2 separate regions of the Mus musculus genome follow, and region 2 is linked to region 1. A link is a contact called in public HiChIP or PLAC-seq data. All regions are on one chromosome and are shown on one strand. Each heading gives the region's core, a stretch centred on a gene start, on an enhancer-like site or on the middle of the called end of the contact. The rest is flanking DNA. Distances are from core to core; before and after follow the strand shown. Region 1 holds the start of Slc6a4 (solute carrier family 6 (neurotransmitter transporter, serotonin), member 4). Region 2 overlaps Slc6a4 (solute carrier family 6 (neurotransmitter transporter, serotonin), member 4).

What was found. HiChIP or PLAC-seq counts read pairs in DNA pulled down with a chosen protein or histone mark.
Region 2: a contact with region 1 is called in an H3K27ac HiChIP or PLAC-seq map of the HPC-7 cell line, with 4 times the contacts expected there. The contact joins the enhancer-like site here to the promoter of Slc6a4 in region 1. A contact is called at or near these places in 5 of 39 promoter capture datasets (the 3T3-L1 cell line, embryonic stem cells, epiblast stem cells and 2 more), 1 of 15 datasets of contacts at CTCF or cohesin (the NIH/3T3 cell line), 13 of 484 Hi-C or Micro-C datasets (B cells, the C2C12 cell line, ECoMG-derived neutrophils and 9 more), 6 of 115 datasets of contacts at active chromatin or transcription factors (the HPC-7 cell line, embryonic fibroblasts and embryonic stem cells) and 4 of 9 other capture datasets (adipose tissue, embryonic stem cells, liver and 1 more).

What each region holds. Positions count from the first base shown.
Region 1 is chr11:76,996,747-77,002,202 of GRCm38.p6, reverse strand. Slc6a4 (solute carrier family 6 (neurotransmitter transporter, serotonin), member 4) reads right to left here and starts at 3,606. Exons shown (of 14, transcript NM_010484.2): 1 at 3,528-3,606. RefSeq lists cis regulatory regions at 3,700-3,707, 3,901-4,134, 3,684-4,134, 4,612-5,456 and promoters at 3,556-3,900, 3,556-4,134, 3,556-5,456.
Region 2 is chr11:77,028,790-77,034,199 of GRCm38.p6, reverse strand. It overlaps Slc6a4 (solute carrier family 6 (neurotransmitter transporter, serotonin), member 4), which reads right to left. Exons shown (of 14, transcript NM_010484.2): 14 at 1,857-2,597. The coding sequence ends at 2,523. Among named protein-coding and RNA genes, the nearest start is that of Gm22772, 21 kb to the left of the region's middle. Within about 2 kb of position 2,454, at least 7 of the 459 cell types and tissues checked have an H3K27ac peak or open chromatin away from gene starts, as enhancers often do. A contact at or near this core is called in the HPC-7 cell line, where this site is marked.

The DNA of each region.
Region 1 (5,456 bases), core at 2,357-4,856:
GAACTATGGCATGGGTGGCTTTTCCTCTATGGTCATTCTGGCCTCTCCACTCCCTCATTTTAGGCCCCTTCCTTACAGGGGGATGGTTGGGGGTGGGGTGGGAAGTATTTAGGTGAATAATGCAGTTTACTCGTTTTATTCCACAAGTCAGAGACAAAGGAAACAAACTGTTTTGGCTTTTCCCCCTTGAACACGTCCCAGAAGGCCACACAAAATCGTGAGAGGATAGTCCCAGACTCGATCCTCCTAGCAGCTGGCCTGGGCTCCAGGGTCTCTCAGAGCACCCAGCTGTTCCTGAGCCAGCCCCAAAGCAACCTGAGGCTATCCCCTGACCCATGCAGCCCCCCTCACTTCTGTCCTCATTACTGTAAATGATGTCATGAAAAAAATCAGGCCTTGGGACTCCAGGACCCCTTCCTCCATGCCTGGGGAACTGAGACCTATCCTCCACAAATCACATGCCCAGGGTGCTGCTCTGGCTTTGCACAGTCACAGAATTTGTCCAGTTGTGGAGTTTAGCAACTTATGACCTCATACCTAGTATGTCCCTTAAGTCCAGCCGGGTTGGGTGGGAGCTTGGGAGCTGCTGCCAGCTTCTATAGGAAGCCAAGCAAAGAGGGCAATGAGAACAAGGCATTCAGATGCCACCCAGCAGCACCCCAGCAAAGCCTACTGACTTTGTCCCTGTTAGAATGGGGAAAAAAGCACTTGCTGGTTTGTGTCGTTAACGGTCTGTAAACAAGTATCTAACTTCCCAATCTGGAGAGGAAAACACTCACTCACACACACCAGTCTTGAGGAGCCAGCCAGGCAGAGCTGTTACTCACAGATTGGCACTTTCTGAATATGGACCAAAGTCACTGCCAAGAGGTCATCCTGGAAGTAAGGTGGCTGTGTTGGCCCATGGTGAGTCTCATGCCCGCCCCAGCGATCAGCTGCCCCTCTGTGCTCTGGGACCATCAGGGAATCAGGGATGTTAGGTTTCTTTTTAAAAAGTAATTTGATCCATTTTCTACCTGGGACTCTCCTAGGAAGATTTTTTTTTTTTTTTTTTTTTTTAGAACGCTGTTTTGTCTAAGGAAGCATTTTTCTTGGAACTGACCCCTGGAAGACAAGCTTTAGCTGTACTCAGGTAGGAATAAGCAGGTGTTTTGTCAAATGTGGGTTTCCTACCGGTGCCTCATTGGCCAGACACAAAAACCTCAGAGGGAGGGGCCAACCTGGAGATTAGCAGAGAAATCAGTAAGTGTATGCTCAGCTAGCAGGGCTCACTCAGGAAGTCCAGAACTCCACCCACTAGCGGGGCATGGTTTAGGCACAGAACATAGAGGAGTCTGAGTGTGCAGAGCCTCTGCCCTTGGCCGAAATACAAGAGGATCCCAGGAGGACTCCATCTTAGAGCAGTGGTCCTGGCCCGTAGGTATTTTGCACCATGATTATATTTTGTGTTTTGTTTTATTTCAAAGAGGGCTGTTAGAACCTTAGCCACAAGAGCTTGAACATTGTTTCCAAGGTCCCTCTATTTCCTCTTACTCAAAGCCTTGGTTCATGAGCCCCAGAGGACCTCCAGTGTTACTGAAAACAGCTAACGCCCTATTTGCCTTCCCAGCATGAAATGACTGCACAATAACCCACCTGGCCATTGGCATTTTAAGAATTAAGTCTGTCAAAGCAGTAATCCAAAGTAAAACTCAGCTTCCTCCGACTGCCTTGTGTGTCCAAACGGTGCTACTCAGCAAGTACAACCTAGAGATGGCTGTGAACTGGCTTTATTTCCAGAACTACCCGTGTTTCTCTTGGGTGTGGGCACCCAGAGTATTTTGTAAGCCTGCCACAGAGCCCAACCCATGTCCCTAAACTCCACAGTCACCACCCATCAGGGAAATTCTTCCACATGCACCCCACACACACACTGCTCCCCAATCCAAGTTCCATCAAAATGCTCATAGGATTCTAAAATTTCCCAAAACATCGTGGATTCCATTAAGATATTAATATATCCCCCTTTTCACCCTGGGGATATATATTTGTTACATATCATCCATATAGAAATATATAATATGGTTTTTTTTTTCTTTAACTGGAAACTGAAACAGACTTGAGTCTTGAGTGCCCAGGCTGGGAATTCCCACTCTGAAATGTGGCCAACCGAGTGTCATGAATCCCAGGTTTACTGAGGAGGAGTTTCAGCTTGCTCTTGTTCAGGCTTAGTAAGGAAAGCTCCATACCCAAATGAACAAGCTGCTTGGGGGTGGTCGGCTTTGTTTTGCTTTGGAAATGGGTCTTGTGTAAGCTAGCCTTGACTTAGCTAAGAAGCTGAAGACAACCTTGAACGCCTGAACAGTACAAGTATGCCTTAGCACACAGGGCAGAGTCAGTCTTTCTTTCTCTCTTCTTACCATGCAAAGTCTCTACAAGGCTCCAACCCAGGAGATTTCAGAGATTAACTGCCAGGCTAGGTCCCTACTTTTCATGTAGCTTAGTGGTACGATGTCTGCTCCGGGTACAAAAGACCCTGGATTCAAGCCTCACAGCTGCCCAAAACAAGTAAGATATTGCCTGCACTGCAGAAGAACCCGCCCATCAGCCTTTTCTGGAGCAGTACCTCTCGCTGGGGACCAGGGTGGGAGAAGGAAGCTATCCACAGCTCCACGAAAAAGTGAAGGGCCATAGTCAGAGCTGTTTCCCCCTCCATGTCCATCCAACAGCCTCCAACGCTGTCTTGGCTCTCTATTACTTTTAAACAAACCCCAGTGTTGTTGTTTTCTCAGACATGTTTCCCATGTAACTGAAAACACATTAAATATTTGATTTCTCCCCTTACTACGATGAGAGCTAGCAGGTCCATAAATAATCCATTGACCTGGTTCATTTTTTCTGGACAAAAAAAAATGATCATAAAAATACATACACACCCTTCAAATTCTTGAGCACTCTTAACTAAAAAGAATAATTCAATATGCAACACACACACAAACGCGAAAAAAAAAAAATCTCGGGCCACCAACCAGCCTTTTAGAAACACCCCCGCCTCCAGCAACTGTTGGTTACACACTTTAGTATAGCACAGCCCACTGGTACTTCCATAAATTCTGAATGGCCTGTGAGCTGTCTGAGTCGGCTCGCGCTCCGCAGTGAGACCATTCGAGCGCACAGAGAGAGGCTTGACCCTCTTAAGTGTCTCTCAAAGGTTTCTCTGGTTATTTGGGCATTTGTGTCTGCCAGCGTCTTTGCATAAAGCCACCTACCAGCCCTTGTCTCAAAAGTAAAGCCCAAGCACGGAATCACGGCTGGAAACTACAGCAACTTTTGCCAAAAAGCGAGGCTGCGCTGGGCCAGCTCTGGGTCTCCAGGGTTTCCATCGGGTCCCTCGAAAGGACCCTGCGCGGTGCAGACAAAGGCACCCGAAATCCAGGCAGTCAAGCGCGGGGACCGAGGGCTTCTAGAAAGAAGCGTGGGTTAGAGACAAAAAAGAAAAGAAAAAAAAGAGAGAAAAAAAGAATAAGAAGAAAGGGAAAGCGACCCACCTGCGGGAGGCGCGGCGGCGGGTCCCGGGCTGCGGAGGCGGCTCGACCCTCGCGCCCTCGAGGCACCGGCGCGGCCGCTGGAGTGGCGCCGCCCGCCGCGCTATTTGTACTTGCGGCCCCTCACATGGTCTGATCTCTAGATAGCCGCCGCCAAAGAGCTCCGCAAGAATTTTTGCGTCACTTTGAGACCGAAGAACTTTGTTTCTCTGCTACCGCAGCTGGAGGGGGGGGGGGGAGGGGCGGGGTCCACGCTCCCTGTCCGGTGGGAGGGCGGCAGAGCCCCCCACTCATTCCTGCACATACAGCAGCCAGGGCGCAGGGCCGGGCAGGGCAGGGCAGGGCGAAGGATCTGACTCTTCTGCTTTTGGACTAGTGTGGCTGGAGGATGCTGTACAAAACGAGGTTCACTTCTGCCCTTACCAAATCTGCCCTAAATTACGTTAAGGTCCTGCTCCGTGTCACTCCCTAAGAGCATTCTTTCTTGACCACAGCCGATTGCGGACCGTCTTTCCAAGGACTCCTGACTTTGTCTGGGTTCTCTAGGTGGAATGCGAGCTTAGTCGGGAACCTCCCCATCCCGATAGCAGCCTACAATAAGCACCCCCGGGAGGATCTGAGAGTGCTACTTAGCCACAGGAGGAAAATTTTGCAGAGAACATCGGTGTTGGTCCGCGGACCCGCCTGTGCCTGTGGGGTTGGGCACTGGACAAACTACCAGCCTTTCAAGCCGCTCAGTATTTCGACAGGAGCACTGTTTTCAAGTCTATATAGATTGTTTTGTTCACACACACACACACACACGCACACGCACACGCACACACACACACAGCTTAAAAATGAATTTAATGTTATCACATTCTTTTTTTCACCAAAATTACGGGAGCTTTTTTTTTTTTTTTTTTAAAGAGCAGATATGTTACTTATTTTGGACTGTGTCTGAGGCAGAGAAGTCAGGACCCGGGCCGGCCAGCCTGTCTCTTCTCATCCGGCCAAGCGAGTGAGGGAGAGCTAGAAAAGAGGTAGTAATGGCGAGTTCGGTGTCTGCGAGAAAGCCCCGGCGCCCCTTTGTTCCAGAGGGGCTCGAGCCCAGACATCAGAAGCCGCAGCTGGGCTGCGCTGGCACCAGGAAGGGCTGGTTGGTTCACTGTCCGCAGGTGTGGGCGGTTCCCGGCCGCAGGGATCACCAGTACGAGGCTTTGGTGCCACCTAGGCTCCAGGGCCGGGAATGCAAGGAGCGGCCCTAGCGATGTGGGGGAGCGGACTGGCTGGGGGAGCTGACCTTAGGCAGGCCTGGCCATTCCATGACCCGGAGAACCCCAGGGTCCCAGGGTCCTCACTGGGCCCCTCCCTTTCAATGAACACACGTGTCTGCTGTCTCCCTTCCGTGCCTGTAACTCCTGTGCAGACACAAGGCTGCCCAAGAACAAGTTTGTTCTGAGGAGGGGTCCAGGCAGACAGAGGAGCAGGGCGGACTTGAGCATCAGCTAAGACTCCCGTCTCCAATCTGACCGTCCCCATGCGGATTCAGTCTTACCGGCTCACTGCCGACCTTCCCAGGGCCTTGCTCCTCCTGCCCGGTTGCCTCCCCTTACTTAGTAGTACTGCCACATTGTGAGCGCTGAGTATTGGTGACATTTCTCTGAACAGGATGAGATAGATAGAGGCTCAAACCCTCTGCTTGTGGGTTGGACGAGACTCTTAACCACAGTGTCCTAGGCCTTGTCTTGGAGAATGATAGCACTGGTCCGGTCAGACTGGTGTGTGTGGGTGTGGAGAGGCTCTCGGCAGATGCTTCACTTCAGCTGAGACTAGCCTCAGGTGGTCTCATCTCTTATTCCCTGCTGAGGACTGTTAACAGCTGCCCAAACCATGCCCACACCTCATTCCCCACAGCCCCCTGGCCAGAGTGCATACTTAGCCTCCCTCCAA
Region 2 (5,410 bases), core at 1,205-3,704, 33 kb before region 1:
GCACTGATGTGAGTAGCCTCTGGGTCTGGTTCATTTTGGTGTGTGGTATTTAATTGCAAAATTATTTTCATAATAAAATGTATAGAAATGAAAATTAAATTAAAAATAAATTAAAAATTGTGAGGAAAAATCTATATTATTGATAAATGGGGATCAGACACCAATGCAAACAATTAAAAGCAACAGGTACTTTGGATATTCCTTTTCACTTGCATGAAACCTCCAACATTGAAAACTCCTGTATAATTCCTTGAATGACTGGCTTGCCGAAAACATTCTTACTTCAGTTTGAGCAAGTGCCTATTGCAAAAATTAATTTTTTGTGCTGAACTTGGTTGTCCTGGCTGTAATCCCAGCACAAGGCAGGCTAATGTATGAGGATTTTGAGTTCAAGGCTACTCTAAGCTACTCAGAAACAGAGGGAAAGGTGGTATTTTGAGAAAATTGTGTGTCTATGAGATAACGAGAATCTATCTTAAGCTGGGGATATACTTAAGATGCTGCCTAGCATGTATGAACTCCTGGATTTCATCCTCAGGACCACATAAACCTGGCATCATGGCACATGCATATAATCCCAGCATTCATGGCCATCCTTGGCTACATAATAAGTTTGAGGCTAGCCTGGGCTAGTTGGGACTCTGTCTAGAAAAAAAAACAAAACAAAAAAAAAACCAAGATTCTTCAATTTTGCAGAACTGTTTACCACTGACTGCAGGCCACCGGCAGATAATTTCTCTTCTTCAGCACATAAGAAAGTAACGAGAACAGGAAGAAGGCAGCGGGCCAGGCTGAGAGGTGAAGGTTCTTTCCTGTCAGGAGAGAGACAGCTCCAACCCCTCCTTCCCTGTAACGTCTTAGCAAGCTCCTCAGAAGCTCAGATGAGTAAGGAAAATATTGTGGGGAAAAAAGCACAAATGAGCACATCGGAAAATTATGAAGGGTGAGCAAGAGGCACAGAGATAGCAGAAGATGCTCAAGGAAGACACCGCTGAGGAAATGGAACCAAGGGAGACACCTACAGTAGGATAACTGTAAGCCTTTCATATATGGATTCCCCACCCCACCCCACACACACACACACACACACACACACACACACACACACGCGCGCGCGCACACGGCTCTTTGAGTCAGTGTCTCACTATGTAGCCTGAGCTGGCATTAGCGTCATGATCTTCCTGCTTCTACCACACCAAGCTGGGACTTTCTTTTTACGAAGTTTGTTTAAATTTTATATGGAGGACTCGAAGTTATAGAGTGCCAGGTAATTGATTTTATCGATTGTTTCCTTAAAGGTTTTAATGAAGGACTCTCAGGCCTCAAGGTAAGATTTGCCTCCATGCTTTCTTTCATCCAAGCCTAAGTCACCCAAGTCCAGATTTACGTAATCAGTACCATGCTCACATGGATGAGAAGCCATTCACTTGGAAAGCATCCTGGAACTCGTCATCAGGACCCCTTGGCAGAGTCAAGATGGGATCACGGTGAAGGGCGGTCGTTTAAAGCCAAGTCCGATTCTGCGATTGCTCCCGGGTGGAGAAGATCTGCCTTTTAGCTCATAGAATTAGACCTATGTACCCCAGAGCTAAGTAGAAGTCAGGTTTGCCCTGGCTCCACAGGACCAATAACCTGAATAGTCAAACCCTCAGCCATTTAAACCAGATACCCAACTGCACGTGGAAGTTGCATCTGGCTACAACCATCTGGAAAGCAGTGGCCATAGTGACTGATAGAACAGGCCAGGTTTGCCCAAGGACCTTTATCCTGAATGCCTAACAGGGAGGTGGGTGGTGGAAGAGACACCGGGAAAGGAGATGGTAACCCAGCATGCTTCTAATAACACAAACCCAATTGAGTAGGTAGAATCTGTTTAATGTAAGAAAAATTAGAGGCCATTTATATAGTTTGTAATGGGCCCGGAGTGTTGGAATTGAGGGGACACAGACAACAATGGACAGACACAAGAGCTCACACATATATATCAGTTTTCAGTGTAGCGTCTTTACGTCTTCCTTTCTTAACCTCACAGCAGCACGTGGGTTACAGGGTTCTAGTAGATTCCGGCTACAGAGTTCTATGCTACTGAGAAAATATATATGGCTAGCAAGACATCCCTGTTTTCTCTTAGGTGGTTTATGTATTCATGAACACTGAAGGCTTTAGAAGCAAACAGATGCAGGGCAATATGATCATACCCAGAACATGATACAGACGTTCACAGACCTAATCTAAACCTGAAGCTAGCTGATGACTGGGTGGCGTTCATCCCCTCCTTCCTCTCCTCACATATCCAAGTCAGCTCAGCCGTGTCACCAGCTAATGTGGCAGTAAGTCCAAGAGAGTTCATGGAAAGAAGTGGTTGGAACCCACAAGAGTCTGGGCACCATAGTCTTTAGGACTGTGACTCCATGGAGAAAGACCTTACATCATCAGCTTGGCTTAGAGGGGAGGAGTCAAGGTGGGGCTTTTCAGAGATGAGGAGTCGGGGGCTGGGAGGCCATGTCCTCTCCCTCAGTGTGTTACACAGCATTCATGCGGATGTCCCCACACGGAATTTCCGTTGGTGTTTCAGGAGTGATACTTTTAATAATGCGCTGTTGGGAAGAAAAGTGCAGTGTTACAAAGTCTTGTTTGAAAAGACATTTCAACATTAATATTAAAACATTGAGAGTATTTTAATGATATTTCACAATAAGTTGAAATAGCCTCACTAGCCTTTAAAAGAAGAAATTCCCAACTTCTAATACAGATGAAAATGTCAGAGTGGAGAAGTACAAGCGTCGGGTGCAGGAAGAGTGTGGTTGTGACAGGAACTTAAGGAACAGTCCTACGGCGGAACCCTGCTGGCCACAGCATGACTGACTAAACAGACAAGGCTTCCCAGAGCCACTCCGGGAGCAGACATCCCACCTCTCAGCCATGGTGCCCGCCAGTGCCAAGAGCCACCGAAAGCCATCCCTCACCACTCTATAAACTATCATTAATTAGATAGAAATATGCCTTACAATTGGAATTGGTCTTTTTTTTTTTTTTTAGTTCGTTTTGAGACAGGGTTTCTCTGTGTAGCCCTGGCTGTCCTGGAACTCACTCTGTAGACCAGGCTGGCCTCAAACTCAGAAATCCGCCTGCCTCTGCCTCCCAAGTGCTGGGATTAAAGGCGTGTGCCACCACTGCCCGGCCTGGAATTAGTCTTAAGTGGAGTTAGGATGCACAGGAAAGAGCTCACTCCTCACAGTGTGTGGGAGAGGCGAGCACAGTAAATAACATTGAAAGAAAATGGCTTTCACGCCCCACCTCCTTCCTATGCTCACAGCTGCCCATTTAGACATGGATTCTCCCAAGTTGCCAGGCTTAGATCGTACTTAATTCTGGTGTGCGTATGTGTGGGTGCATGTGAGCGGTGCCTACGTGGAGGTCGGAAGGTGACTTTTAGGGGTCAGTTTTCTACTGTGTAAGTTCCAGCAATTTTACTCCTGCAGCCTTTGCTGCTGAACCATTTTGCCAGCCCACTAGACGACTACTGAGCTCAGACTTTGCCAGGCCATAGCCTTCTACGAGACTATCTAACCTATAAGCTACAGCTAATCTAAGAACAGAGCATTGCTGACACCTTCATAAGCATGGGCTCATTAGAGACCATCTTCCGTTATCTCTGTGTGGGTCACTAAGGCTTTCAGCAATGGTGACTTCGGCCAGCAATTGACCCCAACCTTGAGACTTGTAGGCTACCAGTGCATGGTATATTCCCAAATTAAAGCAGTAAATAGAGCTTATTCTATACGCTGCAGACTTACACAAGCAGTCCCCAGCTTATAGCGGGTTACTATAACCTGTTTTTCCTTTATGACGATGCAAGAGTAATATCCATTCCATGGAAACTGTTCTCAATTCCTATATCTCCCCTTGCTAGGGCTGAGGCTACTGCTCTCTCCTGAGGCTGGGTGTGTCTCCTGAAGCCACAGCTCCCAGCCAGCCAAGCGGTCATGAGAATGACAGCCCTGTCCTGTGTTGCCAGGCTATAATGTTCAGGAAGCTAGTTAGGTGTAGTCACTGTGGTTTTTTTTTTTTTTTTACTTAATGACATTTTCAATTCATAATGGGTTTATCAGGATCTAATCTCATTATACAGCTGGGCGCATCTGGGTATGGCCAATACCCAGCAGAATCTAGACGCTTGCTTTTCTCTTATATTTACCTTTCTTTTAGACTTTGTTTTTGTTTCTTTTGTTTTTTTTTTTTTTTTTGGTTTTTTGTTGTTGTTGTTCGAGACAGGGTTTCTCTGTGTAGCCCTGGCTGTCCTGGAACTCACTCTGTAGACCAGGCTGGCCTCAAACTCAGAAATCCGCCTGCCTCTGCCTCCCAAGTGCTGGGATTAAAGGCATGCGCCACCACCGCCCGGCCTTTGTTTTGTTTTTTTAACCAAACCAAGGTTTTATATGGAGCCTCCCCTCCTCCTGCTTCTGAAAGTCAAACCTGGTAATTAACAAGTAATTTCTGTAAAGCTCCTAGTGAGGTAGGTGTGGTGGCACCTATCTTATAATGCCAGCACAGATCAGCGGCCCAGAGGATCACGGAAAGTTTAAGGCCAGTCTGGACTACATAGGGAGACTTTGTGTTAGAATAAAAATCTCCCTCTCCCCCTCCCTTAAAACCAAGTGTCTTTTCTCCCAGGTACTTGCGGGCGGGGAGCACGGCGTGCCTTACCATTTGCACTGGCTAAGTACACACAGAGATAGTAAAGGCCTCTCTCAGAAGTCTTATACAAAGAAAGGTATTGGATTTTCCTTAATCCAGCACTCGCTAGGATTTCTACCCAGCACTGTGTGCCACTGTTCCTGACCCATGGAACTGTCGATCCTGGGAACACGCTACTGTCCAAGGAGCACATTTTACTGATGGGGAAGCCAAGATCCAGAGATGCGTGCTTCCACAGGACCTCTTCTTATATTCTGTGAGCTTATCAGCTGCTTCCTTGAAACCGATTGGCTCCCATCTGGTGGCCTATGGTAAGGATGTCCTTTGAATCTCCTCTACTGCGACGGGTCTGAGCTCAGCTACCTTACATCCTTCTAGGTGTCGTTTTCTCTGTAAGTAACTGAAAATCTGCAAGAGAGACAACTAGGATCCGAGGTGCGGCCTGTGGTGTAATACTGATGTTTGTTAATCTAACGTTCCCTCCCCTGACCCAGGCCTCTGGGTTTGAAGCAGCAGAGAGGCGGTGGATCTTCTCAGCCATCACTGAAGGATAGCTCGGAGGGATGAATTTAGTGACCCGGGCTGTGAATGCATTACAGTAAAACAATCATCTGGTTTTCTTTGGGAGCAAAAGTTGTGATAGGGTTGACTTGGTTACAGTGGTTTGCAGGAGCTGAGTTTTCTTTCCCATGAGTTTAGTTTTCCCATTTAA